3 separate regions of the Bicyclus anynana genome follow, and regions 2 and 3 are each linked to region 1. The links are chromatin contacts, called in public Hi-C maps. All regions are on one chromosome and are shown on one strand. The core of a region is the stretch at or near the end of the contact, and the rest is flanking DNA. Distances in the headings are between cores, read along the strand shown. Region 1 overlaps LOC112052887. Region 2 overlaps LOC112052882. Region 3 overlaps LOC112055723.

The links. Hi-C and Micro-C count contacts between places; a contact is called where the count stands out from the background.
Region 2: a contact with region 1 is called in a Hi-C map of whole larva, with 2.3 times the contacts expected there. The contact joins two enhancer-like sites. A contact is called at or near these places in 2 of 2 Hi-C or Micro-C datasets (whole body and whole larva).
Region 3: a Hi-C map of whole larva shows a contact between it and region 1, with 6 times the contacts expected there. The contact joins two enhancer-like sites. A contact is called at or near these places in 2 of 2 Hi-C or Micro-C datasets (whole body and whole larva).

What each region holds. Positions count from the first base shown.
Region 1 is chr1:7,828,825-7,833,584 of ilBicAnyn1.1, forward strand. It overlaps LOC112052887, which reads right to left. Exons shown (of 6, transcript XM_052890667.1): 6 at 3,613-4,760. Among protein-coding and RNA genes, the nearest start is that of LOC112052887, 63 kb to the right of the region's middle. Within about 2 kb of position 1,832, at least 8 of the 8 cell types and tissues checked have open chromatin away from gene starts, as enhancers often do.
Region 2 is chr1:7,700,524-7,705,283 of ilBicAnyn1.1, forward strand. It overlaps LOC112052882, which reads right to left. Exons shown (of 6, transcript XM_024092119.2): 3 at 2,706-2,931; 4 at 1-2,374. The coding sequence starts at 2,886. Among protein-coding and RNA genes, the nearest start is that of LOC112052882, 28 kb to the right of the region's middle. Within about 2 kb of position 2,863, at least 8 of the 8 cell types and tissues checked have open chromatin away from gene starts, as enhancers often do.
Region 3 is chr1:7,911,054-7,915,813 of ilBicAnyn1.1, forward strand. LOC112055723 reads right to left here. Exons shown (of 1, transcript XM_024095912.2): 1 at 3,065-4,760. Among protein-coding and RNA genes, the nearest start is that of LOC112055723, 5.3 kb to the right of the region's middle. Within about 2 kb of position 1,873, at least 7 of the 8 cell types and tissues checked have open chromatin away from gene starts, as enhancers often do.

The DNA of each region.
Region 1 (4,760 bases), core at 582-3,081:
TTGGTAAAATACAAAACTAGTTGAAAGAAATAAAATAAGTCTGCTGGGGAAGCCAATTTTATCGCACTTCATGTTTGCCCTGTACCTGTAAGGTCTTTTAAGCATGTACCTGTAATTACTAATACTCCGACAACCATGCCTTTCAGGCAGGAAGACAGCAATTCTGCTTATGTGGCGGCACAAATAAACATGACGTTATAACTTATTCAGACGAGCTGTCAGAAAAAGCTTCGCCGTAGATATAGTCAGGGATAGCTACCAGAATCAAGATTTTTCGTAAATAAAAAAGTTGATCGTTTCATCGAGATGAAGCTACTCACGAAAAATTTAGCTTGTTAGTAATCAGGTGTACAAAATGTTCTAGGGATACCTGACTATGTTTAAAAATAAACTATACTTTACTTATTTTAGTGCATCTGTAATTCGTTACAAACTCCATTGACTTATTTTTTTACTGACATTATTATTTTAATTTTACAAGCGGGGAGCGGCTGCGTGCATATGGCTAAAGACTGTGTTTGGAAGTCCTTAGAAGAAAAATGCTTATGTCCAGCAATGCGTCCAGTTGACAATGATCATGATGGTATTTTATAAATTTTGAATGTATAAAAATAGATTTAACAAGAAAAAAAATTCAATAACACGCTTAATTTTTGTACAAAAAAAAAATTGCTCTCGATTTATCGTTGTTTATGGTCAAGTAAAACGAACCAATCATTTACCCATACACGTACACAGAGATTTATATTTAACGCTCTAATAATAGCAGCAATTACGCACGGTTTTTGTACGTCGCACAAGCGTGGCACTCCTTGATTGATATCCTGGAGGCACGCAGGATCGACGTAGTTTCCCGTCATGCGTCATTACGCCTAGATAGAAAATAAGCATGTAACACGATTTTGTAGTTTGAAAAATTTTGTAATTTATAAAATAATCTTTTATCTTAACGCGTCTGATGTATTTCTAGGGTTCCGTATCTTAACGCGTTGTTTGTGATTAAGACAATTAGCAACATTTGTTCGTCTCATCTCCATATATACATATATCTCCATAGATGTCAGTTTCAACGAGCTAGTGACATATCTAATAGTAAAAATCTATCACCTGGACCGACGGTAACGTGCTCTCCGAGGCACGAGAGTGTAACACCAACTTCCCAACTCCGAGAATTTTAACTGAAAATTTCTTCGAAGAAAGTAAGAAAGGACGTTTAAATAACTTGAACAGATTTTTAATAACGTTGTTTGTGAATAACAAAAGTTTTCCGTTTATTACAGTGTAAAATAAACTTGAAGGTTTTGAAGGTAGGGTAAATATTAAATTTCCCTACCCTTGAAGTTATAAGTCCCAAGATGACAATTCATTGTTAGAGCTGCCAGTGTTGGGGACTCGTAAAAGCATTTCCTTGTTATTTTGGGTATGAAAGGGGAAACATTAAATCCTTATTTATTTACGTCGTGGATTATTTATATCAAAATATTATGCAGCCTGAAATGCTAAATAGCAACAAAAAATATTAAATTTAAATTTATTTATTACTAGCGGGCGCCCGCGACTTCGTCCGCGTGATATTTATTTTTTTACAATTCCCTCGAGAACCATGGATTTTCCGGGATGAAAAGTAGCCTATGTGTTAATCCAGAGTAAAATCCATTTCCATTTCAAATTTCAGCCAAATCGTAACGTTAAAGAGTAACACCACTGGATCAACGAAGGATCAATCACTTAATATTAAGTTATTCTTTATTGATTAGCTATACACGTATAGCTGAGAACAAAGCAATGTTGAGATTTAGATGAGAGAAAAAATCGTGTTTTTTTTTTAAGTAACCAGCACTAAAAAGTACCAGTAGTGACATCTAGCATACTTTGACTGTACTAGGTTCATAAACTCCTGCTTGTTCCGTAAAAGTATGCATGCCATAGTCGTTCCTCGAGCTCTCCATAGATGCCGCTAGGAGTGTAGTTAGTTTATTATATAAATCTTATTCTAAGAAAGGAGTGCATTGTATTGTTATTACTACTACTAAATTCCAAATAAATAATATTAAGATTTTCTTAACAAATGCCTATAAACATTCCTTGAATTATTTTGACGAGACATAAAATTAGTTTCAATTTGTTTGCCTTCATAAACCACAAGGTCACAAAAGACAACTCAACTTCGAATTTAGTTAGTACCTAGTAGTTTAGTAAAAGTAAGTAGGTAGGTGACAGAGCTACCTACCTGGGTGATAGAGCTTTGCATGGTATTTGTATTGGTAGGTACGTAATCTAAAAATATTTTTTTCTGATAATAATTTATTAATTCAGCTGATGTCATTTTATCCGGAGCGGCTTTTCCTGAAAATTGTGCTCCTAATCCAGCAATTTTAGGCATTGTTAACTCCTATCTGGGAAACAATTCCTACTGAGCTGAATTTTTGTATAGGTATACCTTTATTACGGTGTTATTATAAAGATATGAAAACGACACGACATCAAAATCGTGTCGGCTAAAAAAGTTACAAACGTCAAGAGGTCACGAAAATTAAGTTTTCGCAAATATTTCGCGATTAGAGGTCAATAGAGGTCATTATAAAATTTATTCCTCATAAAATTGTCTACAAATATTGTCTCTTACAGATTTTCTGTAAAATTAACTGTTTTCGGATTATAGCGCTGAGAAAGCGATTGATGTTTACCAAACCTATCCTAGTTCTGGATCCAAAGTTTGTATCCAGAACGATTTCATTGCGGTTTTGAATATTCTTTACAAGATGGCGATGTGTTCTAAGGATGCATTTGGAGGAAAAAATAAAACCAAAACTTAATTTTCAAGATTTTTAAACAATTTCATCATTAAAATATATAATAAATGATATGTACAATAATTAAAGGTATAAGCTAAGTACGTTAAAAACTATTTTCATGTTTTACTTACAACAGTGTCTATAAACCTATGACTTACCTTCCCTACCTACTACGAAACAAATCTGTTTTAACTAGCTTTATGTGGGTTTGACAAAGATATTTTTCTGAATTCTAGTTTATTCAGCGTAGGCATCAGGAGAACAAGTCATTAAAAAAAGTATGCCACGGTCCCATGACGTTAATATATGTGTAACTTAATCTTAAAAATCTTTTTAAGATTAAGTGGTTAGAGCATAGCAAACGCACCACTGTCATTAATAAAACGCTGTGTGATCCCAAAGCATGAATTCGTTCTACAAATGCCTACGCTAGTGTAAACCTGCTGGGTTATTCGCCAACGTGAGTCCTTCGGAGGTTAAAGTCAACCGATCTTGTTTGACATCAATATGTTTTAATTTATCATAAAGGATCCTATGCCTCAACCATATTTTTTTACCGCAAAAATGTTGTATGGGTTTAAGTATACTCTTTATTAACTTGCTATTTTATTATCACATTCATCAGATCGTAGATAGTAGGTACAATAGATACAACAGCCTGACCAAAAATAAAAACCATGCCATGGAAAAAGAAACTAATTTATTCTACTAACATGTAGCACAGATTGCTATAAATGATTGGTGGCGCCCTAATTTTTTATACTAGTTTCAAGGTTTCTTATATTTTTGGTCAGGTTCAACAAAACGTTTGTCCATGTTATCTTATCATGCACTTTCGAATAAGTACCTATTTATCGTTATACGAGTTTTATTGCCAATAATATTGCCGATAATAATAATAATTAAGCACAACATATTTAATGTTCCGTTTATTATGTTGATATAATATTGCCATATAATATGATACTACCCTATACCAATATTGCGATAAGCTCTAAGCTCTAGCATTTTATCACTTCAAGCCTATACCTACACTATTTAGAAATTGGCATAGATTAAAAATAATAGATGTCGCACCGTGCCTACTTTTAATATATCAAAATTGACATATTTTTCAAAAGTGCGTAAGTAAATAGTCGACAAATATGTAAATGAGTAATTATAATTTTAAATAAAATAATACATACACATAATAATACATTTTAAATGTTTTTCTAAAAATGTATTTCGACAATAGATTACTGTAGATTCGACCGTTTACATTAATAGGTTCTGTTAGCAGTTAACTAACTAATCAGCTAATATTATAACTGGGTTTTGTCTTCATACAAAATTTGCGACCAATTTACTGGCGCTATGAAATTGTGTTTTGTATATAATAAAACGGCTATCAACCCGTTAGAAAAAATAGACAGAGAAGTACTGATTGTGATTGACAAAAAAGTGATCTGCAGATATCAAAAGATTTCCAACACATAATGCTAAATCACATTTTCAACTAGTTGAGTCTGGAACACGTATATTTCTTTTTTTTATAAATGTAAAAACCTGTTACCTTATACGACTTTGAAAAAACGGCACGAGTGAAAAAACGGCATGACACAAATGTCGAATCGCGAAAAACGAAACAAATCTCGTTTAGTCAGAGTCCACGTAAAACTCTTCGTTTTAATGGAATGCGATAGATGTTTTCTATCTGTCTATTTACTTCTCCGTCTACGTAGAAAAGTTACACAGTACATCAGGCCACTTATAAATCTACTCCTATAGGTAGTTTCTGAACTATCTGTCGTTATCATAAAATCTATGGTCTAAAATTGTGCTCTCTATGATACGAGTAAGTACTACTGCTACTTATCAGATTACTCATTTTTAATTATACACCTATAAAACGCAGCACAGTCTTATAAGAACTCTAAAACAAATAATATAAGAGATTACTGAGTAGTCAATTAAGTTTATCTT
Region 2 (4,760 bases), core at 1,613-4,112, 130 kb before region 1:
GTGATATTTTGTAGAGATGAATGAGATTGCGTATAGCAGTTTCGCTCTAGTAATTTTTCGTCGTCACTTTTTTGATTTGATAACAATAGACTATTGTTCACCTGAACTCCGACTTCACATTTTTTGTCATTTGTATTAGTTTTATTATTGGAATGCAATTTTGTGTTATTTGAATTACGACCATGTTGATCTTCACTTGGAAAATGAGTTTCAATTACAATTTGGCTTGGGGATGGTTTGTGCGCCGTTTGCGGTATTATGTCAGGTGGTATGCTAGACATGGAATGCATGGAGTTTGCTTCGTAATGTTGGTTATTGATGATTCGACTCAATGTAATTGGAGAAATTTCGTCATGCGCCATTACTAGATCAACTTGATATCGACGAAATAATGCGCCATCTTCGATAGTTGCTTCCGTAGAACAAGAATTAACTATATGCTGTACATCTCTAAGAGAAGATAGTCCTCGCAAAACTTTTCCATTCACATTAACTATTTCGTCTCCTATCCGAAGTCTTCCATCTCTATGAGCTATACCATCAAAATCTAGTTTTACTACAATATATCGGATTTCATAGTTGTTTCCTCCACTATCAAAGTCCACTCTATGTTGTGTTAAGTATACTCCCAGGCTTTCGTCTAGTCTTGATTTCAATAACCTTATTTTTCGAAACCGTTTTGTACACGGTCCTCTACCGAGTAGATCGGTTTCCTGAACTTGTTGCGTATCTACTACTTCATCCGAAGAACTAATGAAATTTTCACTGAGATTTGGCGTCGATGAGTGATCTACGGGAACTAATTGTGACTGTAATAATTTTATTTTTCTCGTTTGTACACGTTCGTCTAAAGTTATAGTTTTGTAAATATATGGTGTCTTTTTATTGATGGTTTTCTTTGGCAATGGCGGAGGTTTTGCGTCATTATAGTCTATCATGATTAGATGATTCGTGTCGTTGTTTTTATATTTATTTGTATCCCCATTATGATTGTCGTACTGATAGGATGTATTTTTTTCAACTGGAAAGAGAGCGCATGGGGTAGAGCTTCTTCTAACGGGTACATGAACTCTACTCACATTTATTTTATGATTAAGACTCAATTGCCGTAGAAAATTACTATGATTGGTTTCTCCATTATTGTTGCATAAACCTTGTGAATTACAAGAATATCCTGGGGGTGAATGATTACTATGCTCATCCGTCGGTCTGCCATCGCTATCATACCCAGACTCATTAGAGCTAACGTAGTTGCTTAGCCTATGTGCTTGTAGCACTTCTAGATGTATACTTTGATTGGAAGATGCAAGTTCAGTTTTTAGATCCTGTGCAGATCCCAGAACTGAATTGTATTCATAGACTGGTAAACTATTCCTATTTCGGGGTAACAACATTGGGTCGTAATCAAATGGCGCTTTTTGCGATATCATTGATGATCTACGAGGCACATCGTCAAGACAACGAGAATTGTAAACACTTAGATCGGGGTCGTTTACGCTTCTCATTGAACTTCTCGTGAAATCACAATTATTTCTTAAACTCGCACTCATAAGTATATTTTCTTCGTGGACGGATATATTATCACTGCTTTGGTATCGCTCTTCAGATCGAGAATTAGGTAAGTACATTCGTTCTCTTCGAAATTTGGGAGATCTTCGATCTATTCTTTCTGAAAAACTTTGTCGTACTGATACAGATCTATGCTGGGATGCCATACTATTTTCTTCGGGTAAAACCGATAATTTAGATCGCAAGAAGGCGTAAGGAAAATTTGGCTTTTTACAAGTTCCTGTATTTTGCTGTCCATCTAATTTGTTTGGTATGTTATCACAACTTACAGCTTTCGTTGGTGTATTCAATAAGTTTTCATCTGGTAAAATGTTAGAATGTTTTTGTTTAGAAGGAGATATTTTGTTTTCCGTGGTAGTATTTTGCAAATCAATATCATCAGATGGATCATCCGCTTTAACGTAAGTCGATAAGTGTGACGTAGAACAACTGCGATAAAGAGATTGTCCGTTTGGCAACGGATATTTATCAGGTGATTTTGGTGTATGTAGAGACTGAGTTTTAGAGGAATTCAGCATTCCAGTAGAACCCATTCTATGAAAAAAAGTCTTAAAAGGGCTCGGAGATCTATCTCTTGATCCACTTCTAATGGAATCACTATCGTTATCCTTTTTTAAGGACATTGAATCGGAGCTGCTTCTTCCCATTTTCCAATTCTGTTTCTTTTTATACTGTCCGGTAATTACTATCGAAGAATCGTCGTTAATATTTTCGTTTTTGTTTGTTTCTTCGGGCGATTCTTTTGTCTCTGTTCTTTTCAACATATCTAGTTTTTTTCCCATGCGACGACCCCACGTAGCAAACACTGAAACGATAAACAGATATATTTCAATATCAATATTTTGGATCCAACCATGGATGTATGAAATTCAATTTGTCTAAAGTTTAAATCGATAAAACAAAATCATTTAAACGTTAAACTTGCTAAATTTTGCTACAATTGCTTACTACAATGATGTTTATTGTCTTCCATTATGTTGATTATCATATATACATGTATGATATCATTGTAATTGAGCAGGTTGCTTAAGTCTTAATATGTAATGAAACAAAATTGTACTGACTTTCGTGGTACATCTCTAGGCCTGTATTGACAATATTATTGAGTGTATGTGGGGGACTATAGTGACGTTTACCTTTTTTCATGTCGTTGACGTCGTCCTCCATGACCATGGCGGGCAGCGCGGTGACGAGCGTGTAGTGCGGGGGGTGCGGGGCGAGGTCTCCGCGCGGAGACGTCGCGGCCTGCGGGTGCGGCTGCGGGTGCGGCTGCGGCCCGGTCACTTCCCTGCGCTTCGGCCCGCGGAAGAGGCGCATGATGACCGATCACGCATCCATCGCGCGCGCACTACGCACCCTGCTCTGTGGACACAATTTTCCCAATGTTTTACTTATTGTCTTCTTTATGGCCGAAGGACGTTGGCGACCCCGTATAGTCACAGGGATTCGCTGGATGCATGCGGCACAGGATCGTGATGTTTGGAAGTCTCTACAAGGCCTATGTCCTGCAGTGGATGCCAATCTGCTGATATTATGATGATGCTGATAATCTTCTTTATCTTTATAATTATATTGAGAGATTGCAGGCAAAAGAGGAGTAGGAAGAAGGAAGAAGTCCTGGTTGCGAAATATAAGGGAGTGGACTGGCATAGTCTACAGTCAGTGAGACTGTCCAATTAGTCGGGAAATGACTGTTAGGAGTGGGTCTGACAATAGTCCAGCGGGCGAGGATCGACCATTAGCTCTCGGTGATAAATTCGGCTCCTTAAACACTGAGCTATTGAGGCTTACTTAATATTATAGAGGTGAAAGTTTGTGTGTACTGAATTGATTTGGCCGATTTGAACGATAGATAGCTAAAGCTAGATTAAAACATACATTTTGCTCACGGAAAAAACTATGGTTCCTGCGGGATTTGTGAAAAACAGAATTTTACGCGGAGTCACGAGCGTTTGCTGATTTATATTTAGCTCTGACGTTCACACACAAAATAAGAGACATTGTGTAGACGTTGATTGTGTTGATTGAAAGGAGTCTATTGAAGTCATAGTCCGCAATGTAAAGGACATTTTTAGAACATTTTATTTTGTAAGAGCGGTAGGGCTATCTAGCAACTTCCGATTTCACTGCGAGTTGCGCATCTGTTCAATAAGTCTACAATGAATAACTGTGAGGTAGTGTGATCTATTTCATACTATTACGAGCTTCATGAAGATGTTACTTCTTGCATATTTCGTAACGCATGTAACAATGCAAAAGCAGTCATCGACTCTGCAAATTATGCAATGTTTAGCACGCATATATTCGTACGAGTAAAGCGCGTTCGTGTTTTGTTTACACGCGATGTTTTATTATGGAAATAGTATTTTTCACTGTTTCGGTAGCTAATTACAAAATGTATAAAAACATCCGATCTAATTACTAGCTACGAGCTAATATGAGTCAGTTACATTATAAAAATGAACTAGATTGAACCACCTATACCTACCTACCTCGTACGAGTATTTATCTGATTCCTTTTTAAGGAAGGTACCACAGATTAATAACACAGATAGATAGACATAGATGGTGTATAATCACAGGATTCGTAAGCTGTTTTATATGCCCCGAAATGGGAGCCCTTGACGCATCGATATACTACGATAAGTACGCTAGATTTTGTATGAAAAAGTGTCTGACCGTAATTTAACGAGACGACCTTTTTTTATTCTTTTCAAGTTAGCCCTTGACTACAATCTCACCTGATGGTAAGTGATGTTGCAATCTAAGATGGAAGGAGGCTAACTTGTTAGGGGTAGGACGGAAATCCACACCCCTTTCGGTTTCTACACGACATCGTACCGGAATGCTAAATCGCTTGGCGGAACGTCTTTGAATAGGTAACAGATGAGGGTATACATTTCTAATGGCTCTTAGACTATTACAAAATACTCTAATATGATTGATCTTAAACTATTACAAAATACTCTAATATTGTGAACATTTCATCCCAAACGCTATCTCGTATACGAGCATGTTGTAAAATAAAGTAACAAGATGGCGTTGCAAGTCTTAATGCCATTCAAGCATAGCCAATGATAATTTTATACTATAGATAGGTTACGTCCCTTCAAAATCACCGCAAAAAGTGAACCGTTTAGCTATACTCTGAGCGCACACATGCACAATTTTGTCTTTGATTCCATTGTATG
Region 3 (4,760 bases), core at 623-3,122, 82 kb after region 1:
TTTGTCATTTTTTTTTATTTTTGTTGAAGGTTTAAAATAGATACCTACCTAATAATGTAGATTCTAGATGGTTTTTTATTCAACTTATTCTGCTACTTACGTAATATAGGCTTGACTAAATTTATTTTCTGTGTTAAGTTCGCAGTTTCCTGAGCTAGGTCATGCGGTGCATTGTTCCTACATTTTTAAGTTTTACAAGTGAACTGAAATTATAAAACTAGGCTATGGACATTTATAATGTAACTAGATTATATTTTTAATACTTAAGTAGGTACTTAGGTACGTGCAGAGATATAACTATAGGCAGGGTTGGTTGTAATGCCATGTGCCCAAGGTCGTCGCAAGTAATGAGTGAATACCTGGAGTGTGATGGATGACACAAAGAATGAAATGTGGTCACTAAATCCTTCAGGATTATCTTAATTACCTACACCTACCTAGGTAGGCAATATTATAAACCCGCACCAATGTAGGTACAATAATTTATATAAATACCTGCCTAGAATGGAATTGGTTAAAATCTGGATTAGGTACCTTTAGATAAGGTAAAATCGACTCCTTTTATAATTTTTGAAGTCTCTAAAAATCTAGCTTACCTACCCGAGGGGGCAAGATGGACAATAAAAAAATAATTGCCGTACGCATTGTCGTGTGAGTTCGTCTATTCACGTCATACCTTTGCGTTTGCGTTTGGACACAGAAAACATAAGTAGGTAGGTATGTAGTTTGGTTGGTTGGTTAGTTCCTTACCTATAGATTCCCAGAAAATAGACTGTGACAGATGGACACACGAGTGATATTGTACTCAGACATTCGGAACTAAACGCACCTAAACGTAAAAATTGCGTGGTAATCTTTACCCATACAAAGCACAAAGTTTGTCTAGCGAGGTAAGTAGCTAGTATGTAGGTCTAGGCAGGTAAGTAACTAGTAATCTCGAAGTCAATTTAATTTATTGTCTCTGTTAGGTCAATCAGAATTATTCATCAACTAGAACAATACAAAACCTTTGAGGATTTGAGTCGATCGATCCAATATGCCTATACCTACTATCTAGTATTTATTGCCAGTCTATACTTCCTTACCTACTAAAGCCTAAATCGATGTTTAAATTAAACTGAGGGTTGAAAACGCCTGCCATTTCGTACTTACATACTTAATTAATAAAAAAAATATTAAACTTAGTATGAATAGTTTGTGTTATCGCCGCGTTGCAACGACTTGCGGTACGGACGGCTTCAGTGTGCTCGTGGCGTTCGAGCCGTCCACATCTCTTGTTGTGTCATTCTTTGTTGTGGGAGACAACCAAATTGAGTAGAAAAGGGCAGTGTTTGTTAACAGTCAAAGGCGCCTTTAACCCTACACACAACGTTAACAAGTGCGTGACTTCACTCAAGGTCATTCTCTGCCATTCTAGGATCTCTTTGCTCGACATTAGTTTTCTTATTTTTGTAATCACTCCTGAGTGTGCTAAAATTTGTAGTTAAATCTAATTGTTCGATCATTAATTTAGGAACAAGTTAATTAAAATTATTATTAGGTGTAAAAACACTAGGTAGCAATTTATAGGTACCTACCTACCATAAATTTTAAATTTTAATTTGTTTGTTTGTGTTTGTTGTGTTGAGGTTTGTTGATAAACATTCCACATCGTATTTGGCTTTATTAGGTACATACCTATAGAAAGTAGATATTAATCTACGTGTGTAAAAAACCTGGCATTAGTATAAGTGGTCAAAAATGATATGAATATGAAAAGAAATTTTCTAATTTGGTCAAAATGGTTACAACTAGTGACATCTACCATCTCAATAAAAAACCTTTTTGTACAATAAAATCAGTGACAAGTTTCAGCAGATACCATAAAACGACTCCACAGTCAGCGCAGTACACACGAATCAGGCAACCTAGTTCACGGTAATCACAATAGATGGCTCTGTACCCTATTCTCAGCTGATGGTTAACATCTACTCTACAAACAATCTACATCACAGGAAAACATAATATTACAAGGTAAGATAAATAAAGCTTAATATTAAATAGTTATTTTCTTTAAATTTATTTTTACAAATCAACCAATTTACAGGGTTTAGGCTGCATAGCCTTTATATGTGGTCCTCATAGCACATTGCACACTTATCATCTTTGAGCCACGATAGCCCAGTGGACAAGACCTCTGCCGCCGAATACGGAGGGTAAGGGTTCGAATCCTGTCCGGGGCACCTCCAAGTTTTCAATTGTGTGTCAAATTAAATATCACGTGTCTCAAACGGTGAAGAAAAAGCATCGTGAGGAAACCAGAGATTTTTTTTAATTCTCTGCGTGTGTGAAGTCTGCTTATCCCATTGGACCAGCGTGGACTATTTGCATAGCTGGGCACCGTTAATCAAATAGTTAACTTCGTTAATCGTTAGTCCGCTACAAAAACGGTTAGCTTCGTTAAACGTTAAAGCGTTACATGTCGGAAGAATTAACGCAAGTTAACGTTAATCGTTAATCCGTTAATATGACTGGTTAATATTGCATTTTTATATCATTGTGTGAGATCCCCATTGCAAAAATAAAGGTGAGCACTGGGGAAAAGTGACATAATTTGTTTTTAGTTGATTTTTTCTATAATTTTAACATAAATATAGTAATTTGTTGATTTCTTTGAAAAAAAATCTTTCATAATTTCTTACTTGTCTAAACCTGTTAATCACGTCGCGCGGTAAATAGTAAGCATTGGATTAACGATTAACGGACTTCTGCACATTAACGGAAGTTAACGGGTCCGTTAACATTTTTAAAAGTTAACTTAAAAGTTAATCCGTTAATCAAAATGTTAACTTCGTTAATTAACGATTAACGGATTAACGAGTTAATGCCCAGCTATGACTATTTGCCTAATCCCTCTCATTCTGAGAGGAGACTCGAGCTCATCAGTGAGCCGAATATGGGTTGATAATGATGATGATGACACTCGCCTTCCTGTAGCGCCTGCACTATGGCGAAGCACTTGACATCATGATAATAACTAGACTGTAAATGTACCTAGCTATATGGTTTGACAAAAAAAAAGCTCTTCACATTTAAGATTTCAAATATATTTGTACATTTTAAAATGTAGCGTACATACATATTACTAACTTAAACTATTTTTGAAATAAGCTTGTTAAAAACAAAATAATTAAATAATAAATCAATATCACAATGTGACTCTTCAACCACTGCAGTATTAGATCTCCGAAGGTAGTCTTCCATTCTTGGCGACCGCGCGACCAACTGCTTAGTATGAGTTTATATGGAGCACTAAACAAAGCCCGAGACCGCGTCGCGCGACCATCGATCGTAGATCGTTAGATGGGCTCCGAAGCGTCGCCGAATTGTCACTGGTTTCGCAAATGCTTCCAAAATGATCACAGAGACACACATAATTCCTTAATTATGTGTGTCTCTGTGACATAATTAAGACACAGAATTAAACAACAAACAATTAAACAATTGTTTAATTGTTTGTTGGGATTAAACAAGGGATTTTCTTGTTTAATCCCTTGATTAAACAAGAAAAACACAGTAAAATATGTTTTAAGTCACAGCATGCGCTTGTTGCATACTAAGTCATGATGTGCGTGCACGTCTTTGAGTAATGACACATTGTGCGTTCTTTAATATGGGGCCCACATAACGATATAGATAGATGGGAGCGACCACTTTTGCTTTGTGCTCCTTATAAATTGATACTAAGCAGTGCACTGCTGCTGCAACCAAACCAACCAACCAAACCAAGAACAGAAGTCTACCTTTAGAGGCGAATAAGAAAGTGGCAGATCATACTTTTCATATTCTACAAGAAATAGGAATTCTATCGTTTTGTAGGATAAACTTAAAATGCTTATGCTGAACAGTCTGACAAAGCCCCTACCTAATAATGATTACCTATGATGCAAAATATCACTCAGATTCAGTATAACTATTATTATGGGTTCAAAAATATATACAGATAGGTAAAAGTATCCAATAAATTATATGTATCATTAATTAGGACTTTACTTAACACTATTTACGATCATAATTATTATGATAGTCTTATAGTCTACCTATTATGACATATCGGAAAACTATGCCACGCCTCCTTCCTTATAGAAGAAGGGTTATAGAGCTTAGGCCCAACACACTTCACCAATGCGGGTTGGCGGGCTTAGGGCCATTATGTTAAATTCGTTAACAACCACTAACAGAAGTCAATGGTAATGACCGTAACCGACAATTCGTGCTCTCCGAGGCGTAAGACCACCAACATCTCAACTTCTGAGCAACAACAACAGCTGAGGATTTGAACAAAACAAATCTTAAAAGAAAAACTTAGTGTTACCCCAACCCAGAATTGGAACCTAGGACCTAGTGAAACCATATAGGCTAACACCTGGATCAATGGGGAAGTTTTTATTGCTTATGTTACTGGCTAAATATAATCTGTACTAATACTATATAATTATATATATAATCAGTATAATACTGGCTATGTATAATCCGGTTTTATATACAATGCCTAGGCAATGTATAGAATGCAAAGGGCTTTCTGGGAATGTATGAAATATTATGAATATGATTTTCTTTTACATGTAGGTATCTTTTTTATGTATGAATGAAAGGGCGACGGAACGAGTTGTAAATGTCTACTATGTTAATCTGTGGCTTGCTATTAATTTAATTTAAGTTACTGTTGTGAACCAACATAAATGTTATCTGTTGGTTCACAAATTTAGTTTGCCAGTAAC